2 separate regions of the Drosophila melanogaster genome follow, and region 2 is linked to region 1. A link is a contact called in public Hi-C data. All regions are on one chromosome and are shown on one strand. The core of a region is the stretch at or near the end of the contact, and the rest is flanking DNA. Distances in the headings are between cores, read along the strand shown. Region 1 holds the start of lncRNA:CR43494 (long non-coding RNA:CR43494). Region 2 overlaps kirre (kin of irre).

What was found. Hi-C and Micro-C count contacts between places; a contact is called where the count stands out from the background.
Region 2: a Hi-C map of the Kc167 cell line shows a contact between it and region 1, with 1.7 times the contacts expected there. The contact joins the enhancer-like site here to the promoter of lncRNA:CR43494 in region 1. A contact is called at or near these places in 6 of 107 Hi-C or Micro-C datasets (the Kc167 cell line, the ML-DmBG3-c2 cell line, the OSC cell line and 3 more).

The regions. Positions count from the first base shown.
Region 1 is chrX:2,749,966-2,754,172 of dm6, reverse strand. lncRNA:CR43494 (long non-coding RNA:CR43494) reads left to right here and starts at 2,757. Exons shown (of 1, transcript NR_047747.1): 1 at 2,757-3,254. The region is part of intron 2 of kirre (kin of irre); the gene reads right to left.
Region 2 is chrX:3,024,830-3,029,493 of dm6, reverse strand. The region is part of intron 5 of kirre (kin of irre); the gene reads right to left. Among named protein-coding and RNA genes, the nearest start is that of CG4116, 40 kb to the left of the region's middle. Within about 2 kb of position 1,638, at least 33 of the 39 cell types and tissues checked have an H3K27ac peak or open chromatin away from gene starts, as enhancers often do. A contact at or near this core is called in the Kc167 cell line, the OSC cell line, the S2 cell line and 1 more, where this site is marked.

The sequences.
Region 1 (4,207 bases), core at 1,508-4,007:
CACACATTGTGTGCATTACACAAACATGGATTAATTTAAAATGAACTTGTGTTCTGTATCGTTTATATAATCAATCAGCATTAGCAAATTATTATTTTGGCAGAACAAATTCCTCATTGAACAATCTACTTAAAAATTAATTTGCCAAGCATGTGATAAATCATAAGTATTGATTTACACTAGGCCCTGAGCAACTGAAGTTTGTGGGAAATCATATTACCGAAATGCTGTAGATTATCAATAGTACGATTTTCAGCACTCGCGGCAGGCACTTAAATCCTTTTGAATTGTGGCAAGGACATGTGTTTGTAGCTAAAAAGACGCAAAACTTCCGTTTTGGAATCGAACATTTTTCGGAGAAACTTTCCAACTTCCCAACTTGTTTCCGGATACATAGACTGTCCCCCTTTGGCCTCCAAAAATGTGCTGGACACAGCTGGCCATTAAATGCAATGCTCCACACTGCACCCCCATCCCCCACCATCCCTCCGCCACCCGGTCATATCTTCATCTCTACAGAGAGAGAAAAATAGTTTGGCGCTTTACTCGCGGAAATACTAAAAAAAAAATATCTGTAAGCTTGTGTGCATTCTGAAATACTTTCAAGCTGAGAGTTTTTAGCAATTAAAGTGCTAAAATGCAACGTTAAATATTTTGCAAGAAACACAAGTAGTTACTTGCTTTGCAGAGTGCATCCATCCTAGACAAGGAGCAAAGCTATTGAAGATGGCCTGCAGCAGATGTGGATGTTGACATCTATGTCCTTCCATCTGTGTGTGAGCGTTGTGTGACGGGGAGGGGGATGGGGAACTCTGGGGTGTTGCCTGTGGGAAAATGTGCAAGGAAAATGCAATGACAAATAGGCGACAAAACGAAATGAGAAATATCGAAGGAGGAGCAAAGCGAGATGAAGAAATGCTCGAAGAAGGCAATGTTCCAGCTGAGATTAGAAAAGCATTTGTTCCAATCAAAAAGCCAACAAAAGGGAAACAACGGAGCAAGGGACCAAGGAAGGGGACTAGTTGGAGCAAAAGAGACGGTGACAAGGCCACCAAGGCGGCGTGTCCTTTGGCCCGGCCAAACAAAATGAAGGAACAAAGGACAAATGTGGGAAGATAAACTGCCGAGGCACGTGAATGTGGTTGACTCGCTGACGGAGGAGATCCAAAGGGTGCCGGGGAAATGGGTGAAAAATGTGCGAGAAACAAATGAAAAACGGGGAAATGGAGACAGTAAGGTGTCAAGGCAAGGGCAAGTTTCAATTAGTATAGCAAAACTTAATTAAGCCATAATGGCCGCAGCCATTGCATAAATAAAAAGGGCGCAACTAAAGCAACTAAATGGAAACTAGTATGACTGGAAAAGCCGACTCAGACCACTTGAGTATTATGTTATATTGTTAAATATTGTATATAATTGTATACAATACAAAAACACCAAGGCCATCAAAACATCTATTGAAATGCTTGTGCTATCAACTAGCCTCTTACCATTATTCCATTCCAATCGATGAATAATCGTTAGTTTAGCCTGAAGCTTAAGGCCTCCTTCAGAGGGTATTAGTCCATCAATCCAGGCAATGGATGAATGGCCAGCTGACTGACTGGATGAGCAACTGAATGGCTGACCGAGTGACTGAGTGGCTGAGTGGCTGAGCGAGTGAATGGCAGCGGACAGGATGCGGCAGGAGGTGTCAATGCCAAGCCCGCTCTCAACTGCATCTGCATCTTGGCGGCGACCTCCTCCCATTGTTAAATGCATGAAAAATTGCTGACGCGGCGGCGGAATCCTTGAAGGATGCGCTCCCTGGCCATCCTGGCACTCCGCTTCTCGGTCGACCAGGTTCCGTAACTCATACGCCGCGTTGCTCGGCAATTTATGGCCGACGACTGCAAATGAACAAAGCCAGTGGAACAATCCATTCCGCAGCCCCGCTTTCACCTGACTGTCGTTGAAATACACGTTGAAAATATGTGGAAACTAAAAGCGGCTTAATTAATAGATCACATTCGTTGCATCTTCATTTTTAAAGCATACACCATTTCCTGCATAGTTTTAATGTTCTAATTTATCTAGCAGTGATTTTGATTTGATTTACTCAACAATTACACTCAAAGTGCACATTTTATTTTTTTAAAACCTTGTTGTCTCTCCTGTCCCGCAGAAAACTTCCTTGACAAATTGCATTTATTGCGTTTATTGAATTACAAAGGCAACGGTTAATGGACAGGTGGGAAGGAGTGTAGCAAAAGGAGGCGTGGCAAGGCCCGCCAAAGGAAGCCACCTCATCAGCTGCGGAATCCACTTCGGTTTCCATGGTCACTCGCCTTTAATTAACCAAGCGGCCAACGAATTAATTAGCTGTAATGCGAGTAATACACTTGCGCAAAAAACAAGAACCCATCTATTGGAAGTTGTAAAGTAAGAGTAACTATAATTCACCCTATATCTCAAATATTCCTACATGAATATTCACTTTCTTTTAATCATAGTTACTGCCTTTTAAAAGTTTCACATGCATCTTAACATATGGCAACACGAGAACCAAAACTTGAATTTAAAACTATAGATTGGAATAAACCATCCACATTTCAAACGATTTCCAGTGTGCAGCAGACAATTCCCTCTGGCACCCGAAAGTCCCTGTTCCTGTTGTTCAAATCAATTTGCTCGGCCTAACACGCTGTGAACTATAGCGATTTGAGTTTAATTAGCAAAATCCCCTGCTGGAGGGAAATTGTAGCGTCGAGGAGTTGCGAGCTCGGGTATCAGAGACAAGAGTGCAGTGTGGCAGGCAAGGGGGGCAGGGGAGCCCCACGGACCTCGATGGACACGGGTTGCCTCAGGTGGGACAAGAGCCATTTGCATTTAATGCGCCACATTTGTTTGTGCCTGTTCGCGTGGCCAACTCGACGGAAAGATGGCTGCGAATAATGTTGAGGACTCAGTCCACGGATCAAGGATGAGGAATGAGGCTGGCCAGTGGGCCACGGAGCCTCAGATAGAGGGTGCCAAAACTCAATTGATACCTTCTCGACCCCCTCCTAATCAGCTTTAACTAATTGTCCATCATATTACGTCGATATCTCATTAGGCGATTCCAATCGACCAATATCGCACTGTTGGCTATTTTTAGAGCTGCGTGCTGCTAAATGTGGGCGTGAAAAAATGAAAAGCGGCGAAAATTACTTAATAGCCAATAATCTTTTGTTATATTTATTCGCAAATAAAGCGCTAAATCAGCATAACAACTGAACTGGCAGCAACTCTTGCGACTACTTTGCGGTAATTGAAGTTTTTTGAATAGTAAATAAGTGCCTTGTTTAGCAATAGCCACGCCCCCCCCCCCTCCCTTCTACCGCAATTAACCGCCCACAATTGTTCATTGTTTTTCGCCCACGCCTCGGCAATATTTCAGGGGTCAAACTCGGCTGGCTTACTTGGCCCACCTTTCCCCCAACGATAACAACAAATAAAGTAAGTAAATTTAAGTGCTTAAGCAAAAATGTACTCGACGCAGAAAATACTGTAGAAGAATGGGTAAATGGTTAACTTGGTTTATATTTAAGTTAAATACGGTACAAACTAACCGATCTTGTGTGACTTCAACTTTTAAAGCAGTTGAGGAAAAGAGCGTGAATGAAAAATCTCAAGTAATTAGTGGAAAAATATGATTATTATGCTATTATTTATTATTATTATATTAAATTCCTGGGTACATTTGAAATTGTATCCGTTTTATTTTTTTGAGAACAGGTATCGGGCATAATAAAAATATTTGCACAAATGTTGAGGCCGAACGAATGGTGGAGCTGCGCTGATTGTGTGCGGCTCACGTAGTCGAACCGCAATAAATATTGATGAGCACACAAACACAACATTAAAACATTGTGCGTAGAGCGGTCGAAGTCCTGCGAACAGGACCTTACACACCCACACGTACCCGCCGGCTTCCCCTAATTTGTCTGGCACCAGCAGCAACAGTTAACGGCAGTAAAATTTAATAACAATAATAATGCTAGTCCAGGAAATTCGAGGACTTCGCTTTATTTTTATGCCAATTGCCGTTGGAACGTGGCGACTTTGCCCCGCAGAAAGGTTAGATGCTAAGGTGAAAGCTTTACGGGAACGGCCCTGCAAATATATTAAATATTTACAGCCACAAAGAGCGGGGGGATATGTCTTAAATTACACGGCAGCCAAATCA
Region 2 (4,664 bases), core at 389-2,888, 280 kb before region 1:
GATTTGAGTATATTTATATATATATTTAATGCATTTACCATAGTGTCAATACATATGTTTGGTAAGCTACAAATTGAATGTTCATTTCATTTGAAAGAAACCTTCTTGTGCTAACAAATATTATCAGTGATGCAAGTGGCATGTTTGACAAAAAGGAGCTTCACTGTTGCCAGATGACGTTCTACCTTAGGCGAAGCGCGTATTTTCATTTTCCTTTGCCTCTTTTATTTTCGTTGTACCAAAATGATTTTGATTTTGCTCCTTGGTAAGAACATATTTTATGTAACTTTTTAATTAAATCGTTATATTTTTTCCGCTTTTTCCCGCTCTTGTGCCGGAAAAAATGAGGAAATTGATAATGGCTCTTGGCTGTGGTTGAGTCAGAATGCCTGCGAAAAAAACATGCAAATTGCTGGAAAAGTGCTTCAAAGTATATATTTCCCCACTTTTCACTAAAAACAGGAACCTAATGAGGCCGAGAGTCTTGTAATTATATTGAAATACATTTTTCATCTGTTGTCTTCAAAAAGGTTTTCCTTTTACTTTTCGACAGGTAATGAAAGTCCTTTCAACTTGTCAGAAAATTTAAACTTAGAGAGTTTCAGTGTCTTTAAATACGCAATGGAAAGAACTTAAAGTTTTTTTTTTGTCATATCTTGGCAAAACGATTTTGGTGAAAATGCCCAAACGTTTGGCGGTTTTAAGCCATTTCAACGACTTCAAATAATATATTCTATTATACGACACTCCTAAAACCAAGGGTTGAACCTTTCCTTATCGATCGATCCAGTGAAACTGGCTAAAACGAATATTTTAAAACCGAAACCAATAAAAGTAAAAATTATACAAAAAAGTATGGCAAGAGCAACATAAATTTTGGCTACGAAAATGTTTTGTTGTCAAATTTCCACCACGAGGCGACAATCAAATTTATCCATGGGTTCTCGGGGTGTTTTTGATGCCCCATAAAAATTGGACAGACGATGGATGCTTGGATGGCAGGATGGCTGTATGGCTGTATGGCTGGATGGCTGGATGGTTGCATGGATGGATCTACCCCATCGCAAGAGTGGGGACTTTGCATCCTCCGTCTGGAAATCAACAGTTAAGCCCCATTCATTCACTCGCCGGACCTTCGAAGCAAAAAGTACAGAAAAGAAAATCCCGAACACCACAACCCCCCAGACAATGAACACTTATTGAAGCTGGCAGATTTATTGGAATTTAAAATTCCATTGTTAGTCACCAGAGAATCGCGAAATCTAATAAACGCCGAAAAGCGACTCTAGCAAAAGTTCAAATGGGATTTAGCTTGTTTAGGGGTAGTTCGTCGGCCCACGGGGGTTGCTATGATTCGGATTCCGTGGGGGGATTATCCAAGCAATTAGCATAAGCAGCCTGCATATCGATTGTGATAAAAGCTTTTCGCGAACAGGAAAAGCTTAAAGAAATTCAAGTAGTTTAAATTCAATGCGAATAGAATTTCATTTTCGTCTTGATACGCCGCTGCTTTGCTTCTAAACCTCTTTCTATTCAACATTTATTTTTTTCTGCGAATCTTTAACCCTTAACAGACCTCTGTTAGCCGGACAAATTGAGTGCAACATGCAACATGTTGGCCGCAGTTCGATGCTTCCAGTTCGAGCAGCGAAATGGTAAACAAACGAGTCCGTTGATTTTGGAGGGGCCAGTGGGGGGTCAAAGCACACAGCACATGGGCCACAGAATAGAAGAGAATTTGGCGACACAAAACTGCACAATTAATTTGCAACAAATGTCGGGCATTAAACAATCACACAATAATCGCGTTTGCCTGTTGCAAAATGGAAAATTGAAAATGAAAATTGTAATTACACCCCGCCGACTGTGTTGTTGGTATACCGACATTCGAAAAATTCGATACAGTTTTCTTGGGCGCCGTTGAGCGAAAATTAAATTTTGAACTGAGCAAATGTTGCATATTTGATGATTGGGTTAACCCAATTTCCACCCGTTTTTCCCCCCCATCGACGTGAGCCCCTGTGTGTATATTTAATTAGTGTGCACACACTCACACACTCGCCCAGTTGGGCGCAATGGTGCGGGGCGGGGCGGGGGCGTGGCTGAGCTCCTAGCAAAGGTAAACACAAAAGCGAGAACCCAAAACTACCAGGGCCCAAAGTAAATTTCTTGCTAATTAAAATCCAAATATTAATTTTAAAATGCAACCCAGCACAGTGGATTAAAAAAAAAAAATGTGGAAAAACGAGCGATGGAAAAGGAGAAATGCGGCAGAGAGGAGGAGCATTGATGGAGCACCGAGTATGGACGCTTTATATCTATAAAAAATGAGCACAGGGAAAAATGCTAAACAATATATATATTCATTGATTAGTAGTATAGTAGAAAGAAGAAGGGTGATTTGCATCAGTTGCCGTATTCTTGTAGTGATTATATTATAAAAGATGCAAGTTAATGAATTGGGGTTACTAAATGAAAGTGGTTAATGATGTAACATATTGCCGAATTGAACCGAATGTGGTATATCAATTAATATTGTCTAGTTTTTTGAATTTGCCGCTTTACAAATTTTGCTTTTTGCTACATTTCTGACAGTGTACCGTAAGCTTTGTGTGATTTTGCCTCCAGGGATTGGAAAGGGGAACGGGGCAGGGAAAGTAGAGGAGAGCAAACATAAGGTAGACTTTGAGTACACTTGCACTTGAGACTCCTCTTCTCTTCTCGTGGGGAAAATGGCAGTGGCTCTGGGGGTCCAGAGTTTCATAGTCTAAGGGGAAATCGGAGGGAATTGCAGACTGCCGGGGGCTAGCACACACACACACACACATCGATACACTCGCGCGCGCACACACACACACACACACAGGAGTACAATAACAATTGCTAACTAAACATTTGGACAATTCAGCTGGAGGCCGACGAAGAAAGGAGACGAATCAACATAAAACACAAAAATAATACAGGGACAGAATAATGATATAGGAGAGTCTTTCGGTAAAAGAAAATCGGACGAAAAAGGGGCTTAAATCGGATGGGGACAAACAGAAAAAAAAATAAAAAAAACGATTGAAGTTCAAGTTGAGCAGGTGCCCGAAAAACACTTCAAATCAAATGTTTCAATGTCCTAATCTCAAAGTATTTAAACAGTGGACAACTTACAGAGAAATAATATGTATAGTTTTTATAAACATAATAGCATATAACGAAATATAGAGTAAACCTTCAATCTGTGAGTTCCACCGGAAACGCAATTTTGTTTCACATTTTCCTATTTACCCATAACTTGCTTCTCCCTTCCTTTTGTCCATTTTACACCGTTTAAACGAGGCGAGAGTTTTGGAAAAACGACAGAAGTGTGTTAATCAATGAGGAAAATCTATTAACACTTCTTATCCGCGACACTCCATCCATCGAACCTGATTGATCCGACATGTTGGCAGCCAACTGATCTAAGTTCGAGTTGCAGTTGGACTTTGTGTGGCAGTTAGCGCTCCCCTTGTGATCATCGGCGATCATATAAAAAGAGCGAGATGGAGCGAGAGGGAGAATCACTTTTCAATCGCAGAAGAAATCAAAGTTTTTTTTTTGTATGCCTATGCTAAGAGATTTACAGTTTGTGCGTGCCGAAAATGTTAATGAATTTGGTTATGCTACATTGGATTTGCCGTAAATCGCTTATAAATATATATTCAAATCAAGGGGCACTGAGAAATAATGTCGACCTGGAACTGAAATATATCACTTTTTGTTTGCTTGAATTTAATAAACTAAAATCTAGTTAAATGCAGTTTTGAAGTTGTTTTTGATGACCAACAAATGAATAAATCCAATACATTGTTGAGTTTTTCTCTCAGTGCACGCATGTGATTTGACTACTAGAAATTATCTATGGGAGGCGATTCCAATTGCTTGTGACCCAAAAACAAATGGAAAATGTTTTTGTCTTCCGTAATTTCTGTGGTTCTTGCTAATTGTGTGGGCAAACAGTTGAGGGCCATATGGATTCGCCATGGGAAGAATGGTACAGAATATCGGGCAAATCGGGCAATCGGACCTAGAATCTGTATCACTTCGTTTGGGGTTCTGCGTCGAAATCAATGGCAATATTTCAAAATGTCAGACCAGCTCGCTTGGCCACAGGTGTGAGCCACAAAACTTGAGCAGCCCAACAAGTCGTTTTCTGTAGGGGACTTGCCACTTGGGCAGGGGCGGCTCATTTGTTTGGTGCTGCGGGGGGTGTGGGGGGTGTGCGGCAAGGGGCCTGATGCAGCATCATTCGCAACATCAGAAGCAACAGCAGCAGCAGCTGCTCCATAAAACCCATTATACCCAATCATCATCAGGCGAGCGACTCGGGTTCGGGTTCAGGTCCCCACAATCGGGATCGTTTCCATGCACTGGGCAAAAAGAGGGTTATAATTTAGGAATATAATTTTATGAACATGCAAACATGCAAGCATACGAATAGTTTTCATCTTTTCTCCAAGTGCATTTCGGACTAGCGCAATTTTATGCAAAGAAATCACTTTTCATACGTTGCAATCGTTCGCATATGAAAGCCAGTTCACGAAGGACAGACAAGGACCGCCAAACGGAAGGATGAGTTGATGGTGCGAGGGCGACGGATAACGGAGGGGGCAACTGGTTTATGCGATAACTAAACT